Linked DNA regions of Mus musculus: region 2 is linked to region 1. Evidence: chromatin contacts called from public Hi-C data. All regions are on one chromosome and are shown on one strand. Each heading gives the region's core, a stretch centred on a gene start, on an enhancer-like site or on the middle of the called end of the contact. The rest is flanking DNA. Distances are from core to core; before and after follow the strand shown. Region 1 overlaps Ctnnd2 (catenin (cadherin associated protein), delta 2). Region 2 has its middle 27 kb from the start of Gm26416.

What was found. Hi-C and Micro-C count contacts between places; a contact is called where the count stands out from the background.
Region 2: a Hi-C map of CD4 T cells shows a contact between it and region 1, with 1.8 times the contacts expected there. The contact joins two enhancer-like sites. A contact is called at or near these places in 1 of 484 Hi-C or Micro-C datasets (CD4 T cells) and 1 of 115 datasets of contacts at active chromatin or transcription factors (embryonic stem cells).

What each region holds. Positions count from the first base shown.
Region 1 is chr15:30,658,107-30,665,633 of GRCm38.p6, reverse strand. All of the region lies in intron 7 of Ctnnd2 (catenin (cadherin associated protein), delta 2), which reads right to left. Among named protein-coding and RNA genes, the nearest start is that of Gm31841, 21 kb to the left of the region's middle. Within about 2 kb of position 3,778, at least 35 of the 459 cell types and tissues checked have an H3K27ac peak or open chromatin away from gene starts, as enhancers often do.
Region 2 is chr15:31,163,079-31,170,605 of GRCm38.p6, reverse strand. No RefSeq gene overlaps it. Among named protein-coding and RNA genes, the nearest start is that of Gm26416, 27 kb to the left of the region's middle. Within about 2 kb of position 4,260, at least 38 of the 459 cell types and tissues checked have an H3K27ac peak or open chromatin away from gene starts, as enhancers often do.

The sequences.
Region 1 (7,527 bases), core at 2,529-5,028:
TGGTAAGCCGGACGGCCCAAGACTTCAAGCATCCCACACTTCTGTGTTGACCCCATTATACCACGGCTGGCACTCACAGGCATAATCATTATTTAGAAGTCTGACAGTGTCTCGTGGCTTTAGTATGTTGGCCACGGCGATGAAAATTTTGACACAAACAGAAACAATACTTTAAAAAAAAAAATTCCCGTTTCAACTGTGTTAGTTTTGGAGCTAGAAGCTGGAATTAGCCATGGATTCTGGCCCAGACGTGACGCTAATCATTGTAGTGAAAGAATACAAGGCACTAAACACTCTCATCTGTAATCTCCTCAAGTGTATGTAACAGAGGAACACACAACAGCCTGAATAAGGAGGCTGTGGGCAAAAGTGCTCTGCAATTGACAGCAAGCGCTGCCATCGATAGCAGCAGCTACTCCCGGCCACCGAACTCCAGACCGTGACACCAGCCCTTGTATACCTATAGGTTGATTAAAATAAAGACAGCTAAATACTTTTCCTAACACAAACCTGGACATTTAATTTTGAAACACTCTAAGTGATTCAAGTGTTTCTGATGACTGTTGTGAAATGGAAACCTTACAGTGTTTTCCTTTGCTTGAGGAACAACAACAACAACAACAACAACAACAACAACAACAAACATGCTTCTTGATTAAACTCAGAGGAAGGTGTGATATCTGGATAGGACCAGTTAAAGATTTAATATCTAATACTGGTCAGTCTCAGAATCTCAGAAGTGTACAGCAATGTAAGTAGATAGGGAAACAAAGACTGAATTGTGGAACTGAAGGGAAAAAAAATCATTGGACTGAAACTCCAGAACTGATCTCAAAAGAAAATGTTTAGGCATGAGCTTTATGCTGGTGCTTAGAGAATAGGCAGGAAGTGACTCCACCCAAGGAGGGTAGGGGCTCATGCTGGAAACCCCACCGCCAAAGAGGTAGAGGCAGGAGGCTGGCTGTGATTTTCTCTGCAGCCTAGGATCCTGAGTAAGTATCATTCCAACTAGGGAAAGCTACAAGAAATACAATTTAAAAACCCCTCTGTAGCGGGGCAGTGATGGCGCATGCCTTTAATCCCAACACTTGGGAGGCAGAGGCAGGCAGATTTCTGAGTTCGAGGCCAGCCTGGTCTACAGAGTGAGTTCCAGGACAGCCAGGGCTACACAGAGAAACCCTGTCTCAAAACAAACAAACCAAAAACAAAAATTCCCCTCCTTGCTCTTCCTTCTGAACTCAGTTCTTTTCTTGAATTTGGAATCGGATCCAAATGGGAAATCCAAGGTTTACCTCCTACTCCTGTGCTAATTCAAACATTAATCTTAGTATTTAAAGAATTCCAGCATAATCCTCATGTCCTATGAGTTAAATTCACGGAACAAATTTTATTTGCAAATGAATAGCGACTCCTTGGACTCACTTGACAATGGATCTCGTGTGTTAGAAATGCAAAGCTCTGTGGGTACAGGTTGCACTGTAGACTAAGAGCCATACTTCAGATCAATGTTGGTGAGAGAGAGAATTCATTCTTATGCATCCAGTGATAAAACTGCATTGCAACCTAATAATCTCAATGTAATGATACAAAACTACTCCTCGATAGTTTGGGTTTTGGAGAGAAAGGGTACTTTCTCCCTTCCTCTATCTCATAAAAACTAGATTTTCATATTCTCTATGCCATACAGCTTGCTGCTGTCATGGAGGCCATGGAAACTCATGGGGCCTTGGAGGTATACAAAGTGGCGGTGTGCACAACCCAGGTCCCCCACCCCCAATCACTTTCTCAATGAGATATCCAATACAATGTTCTATAATTACTTCATTCCATCTGCCCCTTTCCCAAATGAATATTGTCACGAACTGTGACTCAAACACTTTCTGGTAAAACTAAAAACAACAACAACAACAACAACAACCAACAACAAAATTCATTGGAATCATTGGCCAAAATCACTGGTCTCCACAGCACAATGACTATGTCTATGTGATCTAAACTCTTGTCAAGCAAAGGTCCTTTGATCTTACACCTGCTGTTTAACCCAAGCATTCTTCTTTCTTTTAGGAAAACAGACTTCTTTTGTTTGATTCCTTCAGTGGCTGGCAGGCTTTTGCAAAGCAGGAGTGATGGAGAACACAAGCAGTGTGACCTCCACTCCTAAGATGGGCCCTTTGAGCGGCTGATGGGCACGTTTTCACTTCCCACTGTGAAATGAGGAGTGGACTGTCTAAAAGGTCCTGGATGATGCAAACGCTCCAGGTAAACAGCGGTGAGGGCACTCTCCTGTAAGCCCATTTTTCTCCTCCCGAACAGGTATGTGTTTCATGGAATACCATGCATAGAATGTCCTGATTGAAATTCAGGTTCGTCCTCAGTTTCTGAGGGCCTGAGGTTGGGCATCTTAACAGACTCTCAGAGGAAGCTCCTGCTATTCCTGTGGTAGAGGAGACAAGAGCTTTGGGCTTATCTGATTGCTAGAGGAGTTCAATTAAGACACCAGTCTTGAATACTAGAGGCTGACACATCAATGCCATAATCTCCCCTGCCCTTTTGAGCAAACACGAGTGGCCTCAACAAAGACTCAGGTGTAGCTGGATACTGGCCATGCAGGTGCCCAGCGGCCTAGCACGTCAGCTCGTGCCCCGATGACTACAATGACCGATCCTGTAACTGCTGTGTGTCTCTACAGGGCCATACACCAGGGGGCCACAGATGGTTTTCTTTTTCTACTCCTAGAAATGGTTCTTTCTGAGCTAAGGGAAGGACTGAAGGAGCTGAAGAGGACTGCAACCCAATAAGAAGAACAATATCAACTAACCTGACCATCCAGACTCCCAGGGACTAAACCACCAACCAAAGAGTACCCATCAGGAGATTTGTGGCTCCAGCTACATATGTAGCACAGGATGGCCTTATCTGGCATCAATGGGAGGGGAGGCCCTTGGTCCTGTGGAGGCTTGATGTCCCATTGTAGAGGAATGCTGGGGCAGTGAGGCAGGAGTGGGTGGGTGGGTGGGGGAGCACCCTCATAGAGGCAAAGGGGAGGGAGCACGGCACGGGGAGTTTGCAGAGGGTAAACCCCAAAGGGGGATATCATTTGAAATGTAAACAAATAAAGTGATTAATTACAAGAAAAAGAAATGTCTCTTCTTCCAGGGTATGGAAAAGCTAGGGCTAAGGGTTATCTGGAAAAGAGTCACTTCCAGAAGGGTTAAAAAAAGAGAGAGAGAAAGAAACTTTAAAAAAAAAAAATCAATCAGGCTTTTTATAATTGGATGGGCTGGAGTGTTTTTTGTGGAGGTTATCTTGATTGTGATGTGGGCTTAGGTTTCCTGTGCTGCCTCAGTGCACACACCCTGCCTGCCAAACAAAAGGGTCCTTGATCTTCCACTTTCTTTGTAAGCACACGTCTCCACCCAGGGAAAATATGTGTATCATTTACCTCTGAGACAAAAAAAAAAAAAAAAAAAAAAAAGAAGCTTCAGTAGGAGGCCCTTCCCTGGCAAGGACCTCAGAAGACAACCCAGTGAATAGAAGAATATGGCATATGGATACCTCTGAGAAGTGACCTGGCTTTAATGGTTGCTGTGGAGTGAAGGCAAGATGTAGGTGGGGTCTTCTGCACACAATCAGGGCTTAGTCTTTGGTATTTCCTTTAGTCGGGGAGTCAGAAGAGCCCCGGGCACATCCATTCCTGAGTGGCTATGTACAGAGGCCCTTGCAGGGGGGTTAGTTTCCCTGATGCTTTCAGAGAAAGCTAGCAATGCTCTTGGATGGGGATAGGGGGAGGGTATGGGCTTTGCCTCAAACATGCCTTTACTCTGTGATGTGTCTTGCCGGGAAACCCTAGGACATGGCAGGCAGCCTTCTGGCACATTGTCCCTCCCGCCCTCATGTCCTGTCCTTCTGCAGTTCTAGGATAAAAAACTTTGAGGGCTACGGAGACCAGGGTGTAGCAGTCTTGGCTCAGGAATGTCCTGAATCTGCAGCGTCCGTCCTTCCACAACAGCCTAAGACTCAGCCTGGCAAAGGGACCTTTAGAAGGACTCTGCCCAAGCACCTCAAACATTTGCTGGCAAGGCCAGGGCAAGTGGAGTTACTGTACTTCTATGTAGGGCAAAATAATTAGATGTAAAATGTGTAGCTAAAACATTTGGACATCTACAAGCAAAAGAAGCTCAACATATGAAATCTAATTTTTCCCTCGGAGGAGCCTTGTAGTTATTATACTTGGCTTCAGAATTTGTTGTGAGCAGGAATGGACCACAAGTTAGGCTCACTCCTCTCTTCTTATTGTCCTAATGACCTACTGATGAAAGCAATCTGTGATTTGCTGCTATCTTATTAATTAGTCCACTTCCCAGAGTTTTTAATGGTCAGTCTTACATTGACACCCAAACTTGTCTTCAGCAACAAGGAGGATAAAACTCAACAGGTGTCGTTTTGTTTCTCAGCAGCTCCTTTTGATATCTCTTGGTCAGAGCATCTGCACTGTCAGGTTTCCAGACCTCATTGTTATACATAATCCCCAGAGTTTTCATAGAGAACGTTCGGAACAAGGTAGGCCTGGTACATCTTCATATCTAAGCAGCACAGGCAGGCTGAAGCTTCAAGGCAACTTTCATTAGCTATTCAAAGCGCCACTGGAACAAAGCTGTCTCTCTTTTGGGTTCTGTGGCTTTTGCCCAGGGCCACAGAGGAAATTCTCAGTGAGGAAAGAAGAGTTAGCTCAACAAAAGGGGAAATAAGCAGGCAGGTGCTTCCATAAATCACAAGGTTGTATCGTGAAGGCCCTGGCTGGACTGAATCTCACTATGGAGACCAGATTGGCCTTGAACTCACAGACATCTGCCTGCCTCTGCCTCCCAAGGGCTGGAATAAAAGGCTTGCGCCACCACACTGAGCTGCAATTTTTAAAAGACATGACTCGAGATGGTTTGCATTCTGTAACTTAAAAGCCTTTCAGTTCGATTACTTTCGATATAGCATACATAGGCTGTACAAAGTTCCTTTAAGAACTAGACACTGAGTTTCATAAACATGGTGTAATGCACTTTCTCTATCATTTTTCTGTAGTGGATTTGTTAGCAGAGAGGATTTTGTGGCTTCTATAGGAAAAAGACCCATTAGCTTACAACAAAATTTACAAAGAAGATATACGCTTTGTAGATTCATTATTCCTATGTTTACATTGTATAACCTTTTTATGTATTAATATTTTATTATTTATTCTAATTCTTCTCATATGGAGTTTTGTATATAAAAAGGCTTTGATAAGATAAGAATTATACTGTAAACTATGCAGTTTCCACTAGGATTTAGCTTTTGGATTTTATTAATTTCAAAAAAGCATTCTAGTATGTGTTTATGAGCATGTGTATTTTAAAGCTCAATTAATTTTGGGGTGGAGTATGCACCATTGTCATTTGAATGCCCATCACCCTTGGTAAAACAACTTCTTCATCGCATACATAAAGGACACCAGTGTCCAGCTAAAATGGCCCCCTTTCGATGTCTCTGTGAGAAAGACACTACTGAGCATTGGAGAGGAGTGTCCTACGGGGCCATTGATGCTTCTCCAGGACAGAAAGTCCCACAAGGGAGTAAATGCTACTAAGAATCGTCAACAGGAGTGGCCTATTTGTCAGTATGTGATAGCACCAAGTTCATTGAAAACTGTGGTATTATGTTTGTGTCTTTCACTAGTTCCCAGGTTCAGTCTCAATTCAAGGTATTAACAGGGACGGTACAGAGCCCTCACTATTGAGATTTTTGGTCCCTGTAAAACAAGCCCTAGAAAATTCTCTCAAGTCTCTTCCACCATGAGGAGGAAAAAGCAACAAGGATTCCTCAGTTAACCAGAAAAGTCTTCACTACACGCAGGATCTACTACCACCTTGGTCTGTCTGTCTGTCTGTCTGTTTTTTGTTTGTTTGTTTGTTCGTTTTGTTTTGTTTTGTTTTGTAGCTATCAGAATTGTGACATGTAAATTTCCATGGTTAAAAAAAAATCATGATATTTGTGGTATTTTGTTATAGCAACTCAAATAGAATATACCAACATGAAATAAATAAAAAAGACTATGGGATTTTTTTGTCTAGCCAGATGAACTTGAATGAGTGTGTGTGTGTGAGACATGTATGTGGTGCATGTTTGGATGTGTGCTTCATCCTAGGAGAAGGGACAATGACTTCTGTTTTTTCACACTAACTCTTGCCATGGCTACTTCTTTCTCTTTAGGGAGGTTTTTCACCTAACACCACTTTGTCAGTGTAAGCACAGAGAGCTGAGGCTGGAGTCAGAAACTATCCTTTGAAGCTCGGGACTGACTCCACCTCTATAGTAACCCAGTACCTTGAGCTCAGAGGCCATCCAGGAGGACCAGCAGACAGAAACCACAGCTGGCGCATCCCTTTGAAGATGTTTGCACTGTAAGCAGAAACTGGAATGGCTTGCTCAAACTCGCCCCTCAGTCAAATTATTGAAGCTTTTCTTTAGATTCCTTTTGCTGTGTGCTCCTGAAAGGTCTGCAATACACTGACTACATGAAGTCAAGAAATAATCTGGAATGGGTATTGTCTGGTTTTATAATCTTCTCTTCCAGGCCTATACTTCTGACTGTTCACGTGATTGGTAAACCTACAGTATTGCATGGCCTGCTTTATAGACATCCATACATCCCACATCACAGACCTAAGAAAGAGAAACATTTTCTAGAGAACCATGAAGTGCTGAAGGCACAGATATTCTTTCTTTTATTCCTTGGAGTCATCCTTTTTCTGTTGATTTTTGTTGATTTCTATCATTTTGCTCACTTTAGGCAGAACCTACGTGATAGTTAATTTTGGTTACCATGTTGATTGGATTAAGAAACACCAAGGAGATCAGAAAAGTACTCCTCTGGCTATTTCTATGGTTTATTTCCAGATGTATTAGATCGCTGGATCTCTGAGATAATAGATGTTTAATTCACTGAGAGATTAAAATTTTCAGTAGTAGCATGGGAGGAGAAACCGTGGAAGGTGAGGCATAGCTGAGGATGTAAGACATTGGGGTGTTTCACTGGCTGCGACTTCTGACTCCGTTCCCTACTATTCCTGTCTTTGTGCTCTGTCTGGTGAGGTGAGCTACTCTAGGGCTTTCCCTCATATGGTGGGGTGGGCAGAAAGCTCTGAAACTGAGAACTAAATAAATTTCCCCCTTGATTTTTTAAATTTTATTTTAGGTATTTTAACTACAGTAACATGAATTCTGACGAACGCAATCTGGTATCTCTTTGTATTCACGTTTTGGTCGATATAAATGTGGCTTTTGGTTATTTGCCAACTACAACCATTTCACTCGCAACTATGTTTACCATAGCCAGCCAGTGTAGTGGCAGACTTGACATCAGTTAGGAGAGACTTGATAGAATGCTTTCGATGTGTAGAGATCCCATTAGCTGTCTTTCTGGAGCCTGAATGAACACTACGTACATTTTTGGCCGTTTGTTTGTTTTGATTGCCAGAAATTTCAGAATTTCTTCTT
Region 2 (7,527 bases), core at 3,011-5,510, 500 kb before region 1:
CAGGAAAAGAAACTTCACTGCACAGACTCAACTCATATGAGTATTTTTGGAGGGTATAGATGTGTTTGAATAAGATTCTGAAATTAAATAGTAAAAAATGGCAGGAAAAATATTCACTGCTGTAAACTACATGGTTTTAGAGACTGACCTCAACAAACTGATGAGAGAAGAAAGAACAGACAGACACACACACATATAGAAAAGCTGGGATTGGACAGGGCAGGTACTCTGATGGGGATACACTAACATCCTGGAGACTCATTTATTGTATTGATTATATTTAGGGCTTATTTCCAACCGACAGGGCAAAATTCACTGTATTTTACAGCCCAGCTCCTGTTTAATGTAGAGACAGTTTCTTAGGTGTGGGGACCCATGATGAAGCACATTAGAAACCCATGCTCCAAGGGCAAGAGGACTCTTCCCATGTCCTGGTACCTGGGACTCTCTGTGTGATTCTATCCTCTCCAGTATTTCTCTGGGGACAGATGGGTTCTGAAGAAGTGAAAAACCAGGAAGGTAAGAGAAAGCACAATTTTCGTTGGCCCAACCTCAGATTTTCTTCAATGATCATAGCCAGGTTACCCCCAGGGTTCAGAAAGAGCTAAAAAATAATTCTTGTGCCCTTACACACACCCCTAACCACATACCTCACGTTTCAACTCTTAGTCTTGGCTTCGTCAAGTTGAATGTAGACCCCAGAATCTGCAATATAAACACACTAGGAGACAGAAGGCTGTCTGTCCATGTGCAGATGCTGCAGTTGGATCATAGCCTGCTTTAGAGAGGGGAACGTAAGGTGCTGCCTGCACAAAGACTCGGAAAAAGGAAAGCCAGAGCTCGCAGGGATCTGAGTAAATCTCGGGGATTTATCTCTGTTCTGTTCATCGCCCCGGGTTTAGTGGAGTTCAAAGGAAAAAGTGACCTTAAAGATCGGCTGGTTCAATCCCATCATTTACAGGGAAGACTGGGCCTCTAGAGGCCGATGCCTGCTCCACAGAAGATGTGGGTCCAGGCTGGGCTCCGGATTTGCACAGTTCTTTTCATTACAATGTGTGTTTCCCACAGGCCATATCTCAAGACAAGAGCCGCGGATGGTCTCTCCTGCCTGGGCTCTGTACAGGGATATGTCAGGGGATAGGAGGAGCTAGAAAGCAAGGGATTGGGAAGCTGTGAGGACCCTCGATTCTACAGACCCCTTAGCTGTGTGCTTTAACTGCTATTTTTCAAATAATCCGCCCAGGATCCCTCGTAAAACCCTGGGGGCTTTCTGTGGCTCTCTCTGTAACTACCCAAGTTCTCAGGGACTTGGTCTAAAATTTGATTGACTTGTGCATATTTGCCTAGTTGGAAGTTTTAAGAATTCTCTGATTTTGCTCAAGCAAACTGGGTGCTTTGCTGTCTTTCTCACCCCTCCCTCAATCAGTTTTTCAAGTTCAGACAGAATCTATTGCTTTTGAGATTTCTGCTCCCTGTCTCCCATGTCTGTTGAACACCAGATTCTCAGGAGGAGTGGAGCTCTGATCGATGTGGTGTGATGGAGACCCGTGCTTCAGCTAATGCTGTCCTTGTAGTGTGACGGACATGTCCGTAATGAGAACTTCAAGGTGTGTGTGTGTGTGTGGGGGGGGGCGCGGGGTTTACATCACCACAGTTTTGTTACCTGATCTGAAGCCCTGGGTTTAAGCTCTCTTTGCCCGAGTCTCTTCATCTAAAAATGAAAATAGCTCAGCAAGATCTGTTTAACTCACAGCGCTGTGAAAATGAAGTGTAGGTATCAAAACACATTTGCAGGTATCACATATTTGGCAAATATTAAATGCAATAGAGTTGGACCTTACACGAGTGCAAAAATTCCTGTTAAACTTGACAGACTTTATTATTTTTTTTTAAAGTTAAAAGTACATTTTTAAGAGCTAATGTCTAGAGCAAAAAAGAGATCCGTGCAATTTTGAACAAAAGACAATGGATCTGGTTTAGAGTTCTCTAATCTGTCCTCCTGGGTCACACAGCTTATAGCTTTGCGCTCTTCGGAGTGCTGTTGGCAGCTGGGGGAATACACAGGGGTATGGGCCAGTTCACCATAGGCTGAGATCCAGGGATGGAAAAGCTGCTGTTCTCTCCCGTCCAAGAGCTCCCGGTGTGAGGAGCTGTGCTGGCTGCCTCTGGTATACATGCTTCTAGACTGTGGGCCCCACATACCCAAATGCTCCCATGCCATGCGGGAACTGCAGGATTACAGAGCTGACCGAACCCTCCCATGTGAAACGTCCCCAAAAACCCATGTGTTAAAGGCTTGGTGTTCAGCTTGGTGCCATTCAAAGGTGGTAGAAACCACCAGCATCAAGCAGCAGTTGAGGCCAGGACTGCGTGGGTTTAATGCTCAGAACTCTGGATGTTTGGAGAGAAGGCGTAAGTAATACTCATCGTCAAGAGGCTACTGCAGGCCAGGGAGCCGGGGAGCCCCCGAGAAGCGCGAGAAGCACGGAGTCCGGAGTCCGGGGAGCGGGGAGCCCCGGGGAACCCAGGAAATAGATTGAGGAGTAGGAGGATGGACCTGGGAAGAAGTGATGCTAAATTCTGCTGCAAGATTGAGAATCAGAGAAATAATGGTTATTTTACTTAGAAGCACCACAGCCACTGGTTGAGTTCATGGGTCTCTCTCTCTCTCTCTCTCTCTCTCTCTCTCTCTCTCTCTCTCTCTCTCTCTCTCTCTCTCTGTGTGCGTGTGTGTTTCTCAGGGACTACTACACACGAGTCTTTACTGGCCTCTGCTATTTGAGGGGGGTGAAACAGGAGGTACGCAGACACTCCTTGATTTGGATGGAGTTATGTTGCAGTACAGCCACCACAAAATATCACAAGTCGCAGGTGTGCTCAATCTTCCTACAGAACACCTGCCTTAGTCACTCACACAGGACACCATAGCTAGCTAGTGGCTGTCTCTCTTCATGTCTTCACGGCTGATGGGAAGGAAGCCTGCTGATGGGGTCCAATACCAGAAATAGCATCTTATCACACATGGCTAGCTGTGGGCAACATCAAAATTGGACACTTATTTTCTACTGGATAAATTCTGCTTTGGAGGCAATCAAAAATAAAAAGGTTGAAAAATCCTAAGTTGAACTTGCACAAGCCAGGGACTAGTGTGTGTGTGTGTGTGTGTGTGTGTGTGTGTGTGTTGGAGGCTATCTATGTATGCATACACACATTTATTTTACTTTTTGAGATAGGATCGCAGTACATATCCTAGGATGTTTTCACATTTCCAGTCCCGCCTCGCTGTCCTCGGTGCTGGGTTTGCAGACATGTGCCCACATCCCGCAGAAACTCCCTCTCTCTGTGTATGTTCTTTCCCCCACTCTCTGCTACACACTGGATATTTGTTCTCCACTGGTTGATCCTCTCTTCAGTTCTGGTTAATCTGTCACCTAACCTGTCCATGGGCATGCTAGCATTTCCTGTTTTCTCTTCTGGAAACCGCATTCATCAAGAAAGCCTGCCTCTTCGTTCCTGTCTTGGTGTTCCGTGGTGCTCACATTTGTTTGTCTTTGATCATTTTTAGTGGGCGGACTTTGTTATGTCTATCACGTTTTCCCAGTCCCTCAAGGTCCCGATAATACTCCTTGTCCCATTCTCTCTTTTCCCTCTTTTAGTGACTGCTGAATCCACGCTATGACATGGATGCTCCCTCCATCTCTCCTTTCTGACATGAGAGCCCGTTCACCCTGTCGACAGGAAGCGCTGCACAGCTGTCTCTACTGGTAACCACAGGTTTTCACTGCTTTGAGATGTTGGTTGTGTTTTGTTCTATTTTGAGGTCCTGGCTCTGTTTTGATAGTACAAATTTAGACTCTACACCTAAGCTGCATACAAAATTTCTGCTTTGACTTCTCATTGAAAGACCTTACAGTTACTTTTAACCTTAATCCCCAGACAGAGATCAATATCATCAGGCCAGCTGGAGAAGTCCCTACAGCCTTTCATGCTAATTTTTAAGGGATGGGCTCTCTGCTTCAACTTCAATGCCTGCAGTGTGCTCTATGACCCCAGGGATGCAGTTCTGTAAGCCCTTTGCCACCAGCTCTCTTTTAGCTTTCCCAGCGAAGTACTCAGAGTGAGAGTGGAAGAAGGAAGGAACGAACAGACTCCACTTGCTGACTGTCCTCTTTCCTGAGCCATCAACCTGAGCCACAGCGCTCAGCTCAGTTGGCAGTGCCAGCCATAGTGCTCAGCGCAGTCAGCAGTGCAGGAGCTCTGGTTCCCACTTCCTTTTTGAGGTATCCAGTTCAGCCTCAGAGACACAGTGCCAGATGGTAGCATCCCTTCTTTGAGGTCTGGATCTTATTTGTATCGGGACCTAAATCCAGGGTGTTCGTTTTTTAATCTCATCCTTTGTCAAGAGCACTATGGTGGGCAGACCCACATCTTTCCTGTCTGTGATTGTAACTCTTGAATGTGGGCTGAATGACAATGATGGGGTACTACGTCTGAGAAGAGGCTTCAGGCTCTGCCTTCTTCTATCTTGCTTGATCTTGCCTTTTGTTTGCCCACTATCAGGGAAACTGGCTATTCTGCTACAAGAATCTCTGTGTTGAAGCCCAGTGACGAGGGACAGAGGGAAGCCTTGGTTAATGTCTGCCAATGGTTTGCAGCGGATGAAGAACTAATCTTACTGATAGGAGTGATCTTGGGAAGAAATCCACACCCACTTGGTATCTTGAAGGGAGCCTTAGAAAAGGCCCAGCTAAGCCATGCCAGGATGTACATCCTACAGAAGCTGTGAGATCATACATGATCATGGCTTCCAGCAACTCTACTTATGATAACAGAACCATATTTTTGTGGAGGCAAAGGATCTTTGAATACATGGACTAAGAGTAAAGCTACAAGGTCCAGTTTTCTGTACCTTCTAAAGATGCTAGAATTCATTCTCTCTAAACACAAACATTTAGTCCTGGCCTCACCTTTGGGCCTCAGGATCTGGGTGCTTCTTGGGTACCATGTAACCTCTTTCTAAGTGCCTAGAAGCATCTGTCCATTCCATATCCTCCCTTTCTCTCTCTCTCTCTCTCTCTCTCTCTCTCTCTCTCTCTCTCTCTCTCTCCCCTCCCTCCCTCCCTCCCTCCACATTCATGTTTTACATGTGTGTACAAATGTGTGCATGTACACATGTACATTCATGAAGTTGTGAATATGTATTCACTTACATGTAAAGGTCTTGGATCAATTTCTCCATACTGTCTACCTTTTATTTTTGAGGCAGGGTCTCTCATTGGCCTGGAGATTCTTGGGTGGAGAAAGCTGATTGACCAGTGAGCCCTAGAAATTTTACCTCCCCAAGAACTGTAAGTTTACGCCCCTCTGTCTGTGGCATGTTATTGATTGCCAGATCCCTGCTTTTACATGGATTCTGGGACCATTCTCAGGTCTTTATGTTTACACAGGGTTACTTCACCAACTACGTCATCACCCCAGCCTTTCACGAAATTTTTGAACTTCTCTTCTAAATACTTTGCACATTACCCAGGGTTTCTCTTCATTTTAAGAGGAAGTGGGTATCCCCAGAATCCTGCTTTCTCCCCACGGTCAGATATCAAAGCCAAGCAGAAGGCTCTGGCTGTTCCTACACAGGGTAATTGAGCATCAAGAAGTCTCTGTATTTTAATTCTCAACATTGAAACAGATTGATCTTTACCAGTTGTTAAAAGGTAATCTCTAGTTCCTAATATAAATGGTCTCCCAGGATGAATGCCATTCGGGCAATCTGGTGGATTAATTGCTTCCTCCCTCATGACTTATGACTTGGAGCAGATAGGAAAGTAGGATATCAAAACAAACACTCGAAGCACAAAGATAAAAAACGCTAATAATTAGTAACAGCTAGAAGCAAAATTAATTCACAGTGGGCCCATAATGCCAGCTATTTAATGCAAATTAACAAATGACATTTTAATGTAAAGGACACGAACGCTAATATTCTAATTTTCCTAGTAAGATCAATAACTCAACAAACAATAATGTGTTCTAAAAAGGAACTTAGAACCAGGGCAATAACTTTGCTTTGGAGATAAGTGAAATGCCACACAAGTTTATATTTGTGGTTCCAAAATTAGACTAAATTAGAATTAGGTGCCACAGCCTTGGAAGGAGGGCCTCGTAAAGAAGGAAAGAGCAAGCAATGCTGGTCGCAAAAGTGATGAAACTGGTCGCATAACGCCGGATAATGAGGCAATCTCTCACTTCTCTGAAGGATTAGCAAGGGCAATTCTGAATTAAAATGGTGTTGTCTTGAAGCCTTGGCATCTTGTGTCTTAAATACGAGTTTCAGAAATGAATGATGAAACAGCATTCCTATTCCTTGCCTTGGGTTGCTTGAGATGAATCGTTTTAACTTCAGGTTCAGAAACACACCCTGGCATTCAGACCAGAGGCTCACTGCGACCACAAGTGACCTGGTTTATTTTTGTCCAGTTTGTACAAAGCACAAAATAAAACTCCTCACACTGGATACCTTCTGTAGCCTGGTACCTTGTAGTGAAAAGATAAACTGTCCCGGTTTATGCCATTTCTTCCTTAAAACAAGCCTGCATGGTAGGAGTTCTTAGCCTTGCAGTGAGAGAGTTGAAACCTTGGGGTTTGCACAGGGTCATGTGTTTTGCAGCTTCACGATCCTCTTGATTTCAGTAGTGGCCTCATGCTTAGGGAACTGATGTTGCCTGTACTCCTTTCCTGTAACGCTACAGCCCCTCTACCCCTGTGTGTGTATGTGTGTGTGTGTGTGTGTGTGTGTGTGTGTGTGTGTGTGTGTGTGTGAGTGCTCTCTCCAAATGGCCTATAAGCTAAATGAGTACCTTTTACCAATTCTGCAATTTACAAAGGGTGTTGTTTCTCTGTCTGTTCTAAAGTATGTTTTGAGTTATTCATTTATGTTGAAGACAGGGTCTCCTAGGCACACACCCTCTTCCCACCTCAACTTCCTGAGCAGCTGGGATGTGCTGGCTGGTTTTGTGTGGTCAACTTGACACAAGCTGAAGTTGTCACAGAGAAAGGAGCTTGAGGAAATGCCTCCATGTGATCCAGCCAAAAGGCATTTTCTCAATTGGTGATCAATAGTGGGAGGGCCCATTGTGGGTGGTGCCATCCCTGGGTTGATAGTCTAGGGTTCTATAAGAAAGCAAGCTGATCATCCAATTGAGGAGCTGGTTCTTTGAGAAAATCAACAAGATAGATAAACCCTTAGCCAGACTCACTAGAGGGCACAGGGAAAGCATCCTAATTAAAAAATCAGAAATGAAAAGGGAAACATAACAACAGATCCTTAAGAAATCCATAACACCATCAGATCCTTCTACAAAAGGCTATACTCAACAAAACTGGAAAACCTGGACGAAATGGACAAATTTCTGGACAGATACCAGGTACCAAAGTTAAATCAAGATCAGGTTAATAATCTAAACAGTCCTATATCCCCTAAAGAAATAGAAGCAAGCAGTCAGTCATTAATAGTCTCCCAACCAAAAAAAG